2 separate regions of the Cricetulus griseus genome follow, and region 1 is linked to region 2. A link is a contact called in public Hi-C data. All regions are on one chromosome and are shown on one strand. Each heading gives the region's core, a stretch centred on a gene start, on an enhancer-like site or on the middle of the called end of the contact. The rest is flanking DNA. Distances are from core to core; before and after follow the strand shown.

What was found. Hi-C and Micro-C count contacts between places; a contact is called where the count stands out from the background.
Region 1: a contact with region 2 is called in a Hi-C map of the CHO-K1 cell line, with 10 times the contacts expected there. The contact joins the enhancer-like site here to the promoter of Eepd1 in region 2. A contact is called at or near these places in 4 of 8 Hi-C or Micro-C datasets (the CHL-YN cell line, the CHO-K1 cell line, fibroblasts and 1 more).

The regions. Positions count from the first base shown.
Region 1 is chr4:138,272,436-138,275,343 of CriGri-PICRH-1.0, reverse strand. Eepd1 (endonuclease/exonuclease/phosphatase family domain-containing protein 1) reads right to left here. Exons shown (of 6, transcript XM_027411705.2): 4 at 1,514-1,652. Among named protein-coding and RNA genes, the nearest start is that of Eepd1, 110 kb to the right of the region's middle. Within about 2 kb of position 1,538, at least 1 of the 6 cell types and tissues checked has open chromatin away from gene starts, as enhancers often do.
Region 2 is chr4:138,163,811-138,166,923 of CriGri-PICRH-1.0, reverse strand. Eepd1 (endonuclease/exonuclease/phosphatase family domain-containing protein 1) reads right to left here and starts at 1,737. Exons shown (of 6, transcript XM_027411705.2): 1 at 47-1,737. The coding sequence starts at 924.

The DNA of each region.
Region 1 (2,908 bases), core at 289-2,788, 110 kb before region 2:
TATCTTCCTTCGAGCAGAATCCTGCACTCATTGATTTTCCTTTGCCACAGGCTGGAGCACTTCCTGAATTCCCTGGGTCACCAGTTAACATTTAACTGGGTATTAGTTACAAGCAGGGACATGGAGGGCATGAGTCACTGTCCCTACCTGGATGTGTCAAGGCTGAGTCATACTGTGGGTCAATCAGTAGTCCCTTGCAAATGTGGAACCTGTCTGAAGTTTTCAGACAAAATCTTGAGCTCACCCTGGAGACCAAGGGGTGAATGGTGTCTGCTCAAGGCTATCAGAAAAATTATGAACCAGCATCTTTCTTTTCTGCATCTAAGAGATAGACAGGAATAGAAATATCTACCAATATGAAAAGGTGAGAGACTAGCTGTGGGTGAAGAATTCCCCACACGACTACTTGTTGGATGGGGCTTCTCAGTTTGAACTGTATGCTTAATGGTTTTTCAGACTGAAGATTCATCATTTAAGTAGAACTCTCATCAGAGCAGGTCCTAACTGAAAACATAAACCTGTACATTCATATTCATAGTGCACAAAAGTGGAAGCAACCCTGCCAACAGATGTGTAGATAAACAAAATGTGGCACACACAAACAATAGAATATCATTCATCCACAAAAGAATGGAATATCTAATACACGATATAACACACTAATCTGCAAAATACTACTCTGAGTGAGAAAAGTCAGATACAGAGGGAAATAAAATACCATGTGATTCTCCTTATATGAAGCACGCTGTCAAATTCATACATACAAAACGATAGTATGGCAGTTGCTGGACACTGAAGGAACAGGGGATCAGGAATCAGTAGGTACAGAGTTTTAGAAGGACAATGACAGTGTTCTGAAGATGGGAGTTTGTGTGAAGCACAATAGTGTGAATGTCCTGAAAGCCACTGAACTACAGATTTACCAATCATCATCATGACAAATTTTATGTCTACTTAACTACAATAAAAAGCTTTTAAAACACAAAGTTATAACTAGACAGAAATATTTCTGCAGCCAATTATTTGCTGACTTTCCCACCATGTTAGAATAAGTTGATAACAAAATTCTAGGAAGCTTGGAGAGCTGTCAAGACTCAAGAATATGGGAGGAATTTCAAGGTCTTCAGCTGCAACTCTTTCACCTTGCCACCTCCTGCTCCTCTTTCACAAGAACACGTTCAGATCTGCAGGTGGAACCACCAGAGAAGTAGACCCAGGATGTGTTGTCACAGGGGAGGAATATAACCCTTAGGTTTGCTCTAGTTCTCTCTGTCCAAGAGGCTGACAGACCACACTGCTGACAACTTGGCACCCACTGCAGAGGCCCTCAGACACAAAAGTGGGTTACACAGAAAGGTCAGCCAGGCTCCATGAGAGCAGGGAGTGTGGTTGCCCCTGGGTCCATGACTGTTGGCAAGTGGCCGGGCTAAGAAGTCAGAGAGATGTCTGGAACGAGACACCTCTGTCTGCCCTGAAGAAGTGCTGCCTAGCCACAGAGAAAGAGAATCCCTACCTTTTAGAGTTTCCTGTAGAGTTAGTGCAAAGTTCAACAACCGGTGGCCATCGCCGTGATTCTTGCTTGGATTCTCAGCTCCTGGGAGGGCCAGGGCTGTCAGCTGAAGGTTAACCAGGGTCAAGTCATTACTTCCCACCTAGTCAGCAGGAAGTGAAGCAAAAGGAAAAAGCTTAGATACTCATGGTTCTTTTATCTTTTATAACTGATTCATAAATAGTTCTGTGCAAACAGCTGGCAATGGTAAACAGAAGCAAAGCTAGCTCACATGAATAGGAGGCAACATGAGGTATTTTATTTTAGATTCCTTTACTCTAAGGTCCACCACGAATACTCTTCCAGCCTCCTACCTACTCCTTCAGATCGAAAAACCTTCACATATCTGGAAGTGTTAGGATTTTTGAAAACCTTTTGAGCAATTGTATGCAAGAGGTATCTCTAGCATCTAGATGTTACTGATCCAAGGCTGTTACTCATGAGGCTAGCCGGAAGCCCTCCCCCTCACCCCCGGTTCTCTTTAGCACCAATTGTGTAAAATCCACTTTAACCTGGTTTCCTCTGTAAAAAACCACAGTTCACCAATACTGGGCAGAAGATATACCCAGATCCTGGGCCCCAAGGTGGCTCTCGTGGTCTTAAAGTGTGTGCATATAAGGGCAGTTTACCTTCTGGGTGATCACAACATTGCTCAGCTGCCCAAGTTTAGCAGTTTTGCCTTTTCAATTGCTATGGCAACAAACACTAAACACTTCTGAGAAAGGATGAGTGTAGGGGCCCCAAGAAGTGCAAAGTGCCAATCTTGTCTTGTAAGTGTGTCCCCAGTTCACCATCACGATACCCAGGACTGACAGCTCTATGGCTGTTACTGTCACTTCCAGAAAAACACCTCGAGACTTGGACTGGGTCATACTGCCTGTAAGGATAAGTTCTCTGTGCCCCAGATCATTGTCCTTGCATTGAACATGAAGAACAAGAAGTCAAGGGCTAGGCTGGGTGACTGCTTCAGATGATGTATATGAAGCAGCTAGTATATTTTTATTAGCCTATTAAAAATAATTTACCTCCTTTTCATGTTAACTAAACACAGTTTTTACAAGTTGTTTTTGTAAGGTTCCAGGTATGGTAACTCACCCTGTAATGCCAGCACTAGGGAAGTTGAGGGGCTAGGACTGGGAGCTTCACTATATAGCCCACACAGTGAGATTCTTTCTCAAAAAATGATAGTAGTACCAGGTTTAAAGACAATCCTGGCCAACTCAAATATCAGAACCACAGGTGCCATGTGTCCAGACAGAACCTCATCAATACAGCAGGAAGAGGGATAGAAGGAGCCACTAAGTACCACAACAGACACAACAGACATCTGTGTGTGAGCATACACCACTCCCATCACTT
Region 2 (3,113 bases), core at 488-2,987:
GCCAGATGCCTTCACTTCCAGGACCCTTGGTAGTTCCTGTCCTCACCTGTTTTCCAGAAGCGTCATGCAGACCACCTCTCGGACCCCGGGGTTGTTGGCCTTCTCCACAGAGCAGCCCTGCAAGTTCCAGGTGGCCAACCTAAACACAGGCCGCCCATCCCGCATACCTCCAAAGGCCTCCACAGAGGGCCGCATGGAGATAATCTGTGTGGGCCCCCCTGGTGGCAGGTCCAAGTCCTCGCTCTGCAGGCTCAGAGAGGTGGGGCTGGGATGAGGCTTGGCAGTAAAGGTAAGACCTCCATTGGTGTGGGTAGATGGGGGCCTGGACCTCTCTGCGAACACCTGGTGTCTTATTCTGTCCAGGAAGGCTGCATTGATTCCATCCATCCTCACCAGATCCTCAACACTGCGAAAAGGACCGTGCTCACGGCGGTAGTCCACGATGCTGACAGCCATCTTCTCGGTGAGGCCTCGGATACTCATGAGCTGCGCTAGGGTAGCTGTGTTGATATTGACTCGTGGAGTGAGGGGCACAGAGGTGGCCAGGTGATGAGGCTGCTGCTCAGCCAGCAGGTCCCGCCTCAGGGAACTGGGAGAGTGCTGTGCAGAGTTACCCTTGCTGCTCACACAGATCTCAAACTTGACCTGTTCCAGTTTGGTGGCCCCAACACCGCTGACCAGTGCTAGATCTTCCACCTTCTTGAAGCCACCGATGTATTCTCGGTACTCCACGATGCTTCTGGCCACAGCACGTGTCACCCCAGGCAGGGTCATCAGTTCCTCCTCGGTGGCAGTGTTGATGTTCAGTCGCTCCTGATTCACCAGAATGTTGCTGAAGTTGCAGGCTGCACTGAATTTACGGTTATGTGACAGGTCTGAGGGGTCTCTGGGGATAGAGCGATGGCAGCCCAGAGTGCTCCCCATGGCCAACCAACACAGAACAACTCTGGATAGAGAAGCCCAGGAGCCTTTATAAGCACACAAAAGGATGGAAGGTTGCAGGACTTAGGGATCGAGGAAGTTGCTACAGACAAACATCAAATCTCCCATGGCTAGTGTTCAAAATTTTGCTGGACCACCTAGAAATTGACATGGAAATTGACTGAAACTAATCAATCAACCCTTAGCACTCCTGTAGTATTGGAAGTCCATTAAGTAGTGGGAGACAGTCAACTTCTGAAAATGCAGACGCAGTGAGGCTGCCCCTTGTGGGTTTTCCTCGGATTATTTATCACACAAGGGGCCAAAAAGGGAAGAGAGCTATCCCCACTAGTCTCTGCTCTGGCAACGCTGGGGTCACCTCCTCACTTCGGACACCCCCACCGGAGCTCCTGAAGACAGACAAGAAGCCCCTATGGCGCGCAAGACACTGTAACTTGGAAACTCAGAGCTGAGCGTGCGGGGACAGACGCCGATCAGGGGCTCAGGGACCCACCCCGGCCCTCCGATCCGCGTCCCACCTCTCGGTCGCTCTGCTGGGGTCGGCCCCCGGTTCCCTGTGGCTCGCAGCGCGTGTGCCGGCTCTTTCTGCGGGGGAAACTCAGTGCCGTTCTCCCGGAGCAGGCAGGGCTGCTCAGGAGCAGCAGGAGCGGTGGCGAAATTCGGCCCCCGAAGCTGCACCAGGACTTGCGGCGTCGCCTCTGCGTTGATCCAGACAAAGTCCGGCCCCCAACTCCGGTGCAAGATACCGCGGAGCGCGTCCTGAGCCAGGCGCCGCGCACCCGCCGCTGCTCGCTGTGGGTGTCACAGCTGAAGTCGGGTCGCGCTGCCTGCCCGCCCGCGCCTCTGCCGGCACAGCCACGCCTCCTCCGCGCCAACTCCTCCTCCCGCCTCCCCGCAGCACGTAGGGGCGGGGCGCGAGCGCCAGGGGGGCGGGACATTGGTATGCTTGGATGGGCGGAGTCGAGGGCGGGGCTTAGAGTCTGGAAGGGCGGTAGGGATGGCTCACTGGAACTTGTGAGCCTGTCTGCTTTTCTGGAACCTAGGCTCCAACTGAGCTCTGTTTTAGTTGGGTGGAGCTGTTTACGGCCGCCTGGGGCAAGCTGGAGTCTCTCAGGTGAGGTAGGCTTGCCCAGCAAGTCCAGGGCTCCTGAAAGTCTCAGACGGGATCAAACGGGATCTACCTCAGTTCTCTCCTGGCTTTCAGGCCTTTCCTCTACTCAGAGAGACCTCATTCATCCAGGAATGCCTGCGAACCATGTGTCACTGGAAGAGGGCTTGTCTCCTGTGTATTCACAAAGGTTGTGCCTGTGCTGCCATTTGCAAATTTAGCTCTCTGAGAAAATATGGGCATGCCTCTGTTAAATATTAAGTCTAATCACTAAAACAAAAGGAAATGATACTGGGAAGTGCAGGCTGCTTTCCCAAACTGTTTTTGGATCACATTGTGAAGCGATAATTTAGTTAAAGATTAAAGGGCCTGATGAGTTGCAAGTATCCACTGAAGCAGGAGTCAAACCCGGCCGTGTGGCAGTGATGTGGTGATATGATACAATATGGTGGATATTTTGTTAGTGACCCCTGAAAGAATAGATCTTAACCCAACCATCTGGCCAAGGCTCCTGAATTGAATGTCTTGAATGTCTGCAGAAGGCAATCGGATGTGAAATGCTACAGATGTCAGGGTAGTGATATTAGAAGGTGGTGGACTTTAAATTTTAGGCATCGCTTCTTGGGAGGTCACTGAGATGCCACCTGTTGAGGGAAGTAAAGGGGTATTTAAAGAACCCTGAGTCAGTCGTTGGAAAGGGTTATTACAATAAAATCAATTCTAGTTCTTTCTCTTGTCCGTGGCTCCCAGTCTCCCAATTACCCCTTCCCCTACTATTGTGATGCCATGTGTCATGAGGTCTTGAGGAGAGGACAGTCATGCCAGCACTATTCCTTGATGACCCCAAAAATAAACCTCTTCTTCATAAGTGCCTTGCTCCAGGTATTTCATTATAGAAACAGAAAACAAGTAGTACAATAAAAAAACAATTTCTGGAAATGTTGTTGAGCAATAAAGGCAAACTATTTAACAGAAGCAACAACAGAAAAGAGACTCAAAATCGGTCTGTGCCTGAAAGAACCCAGGCAAAAAATAACATGCTGCATGACTCATGTATACACTA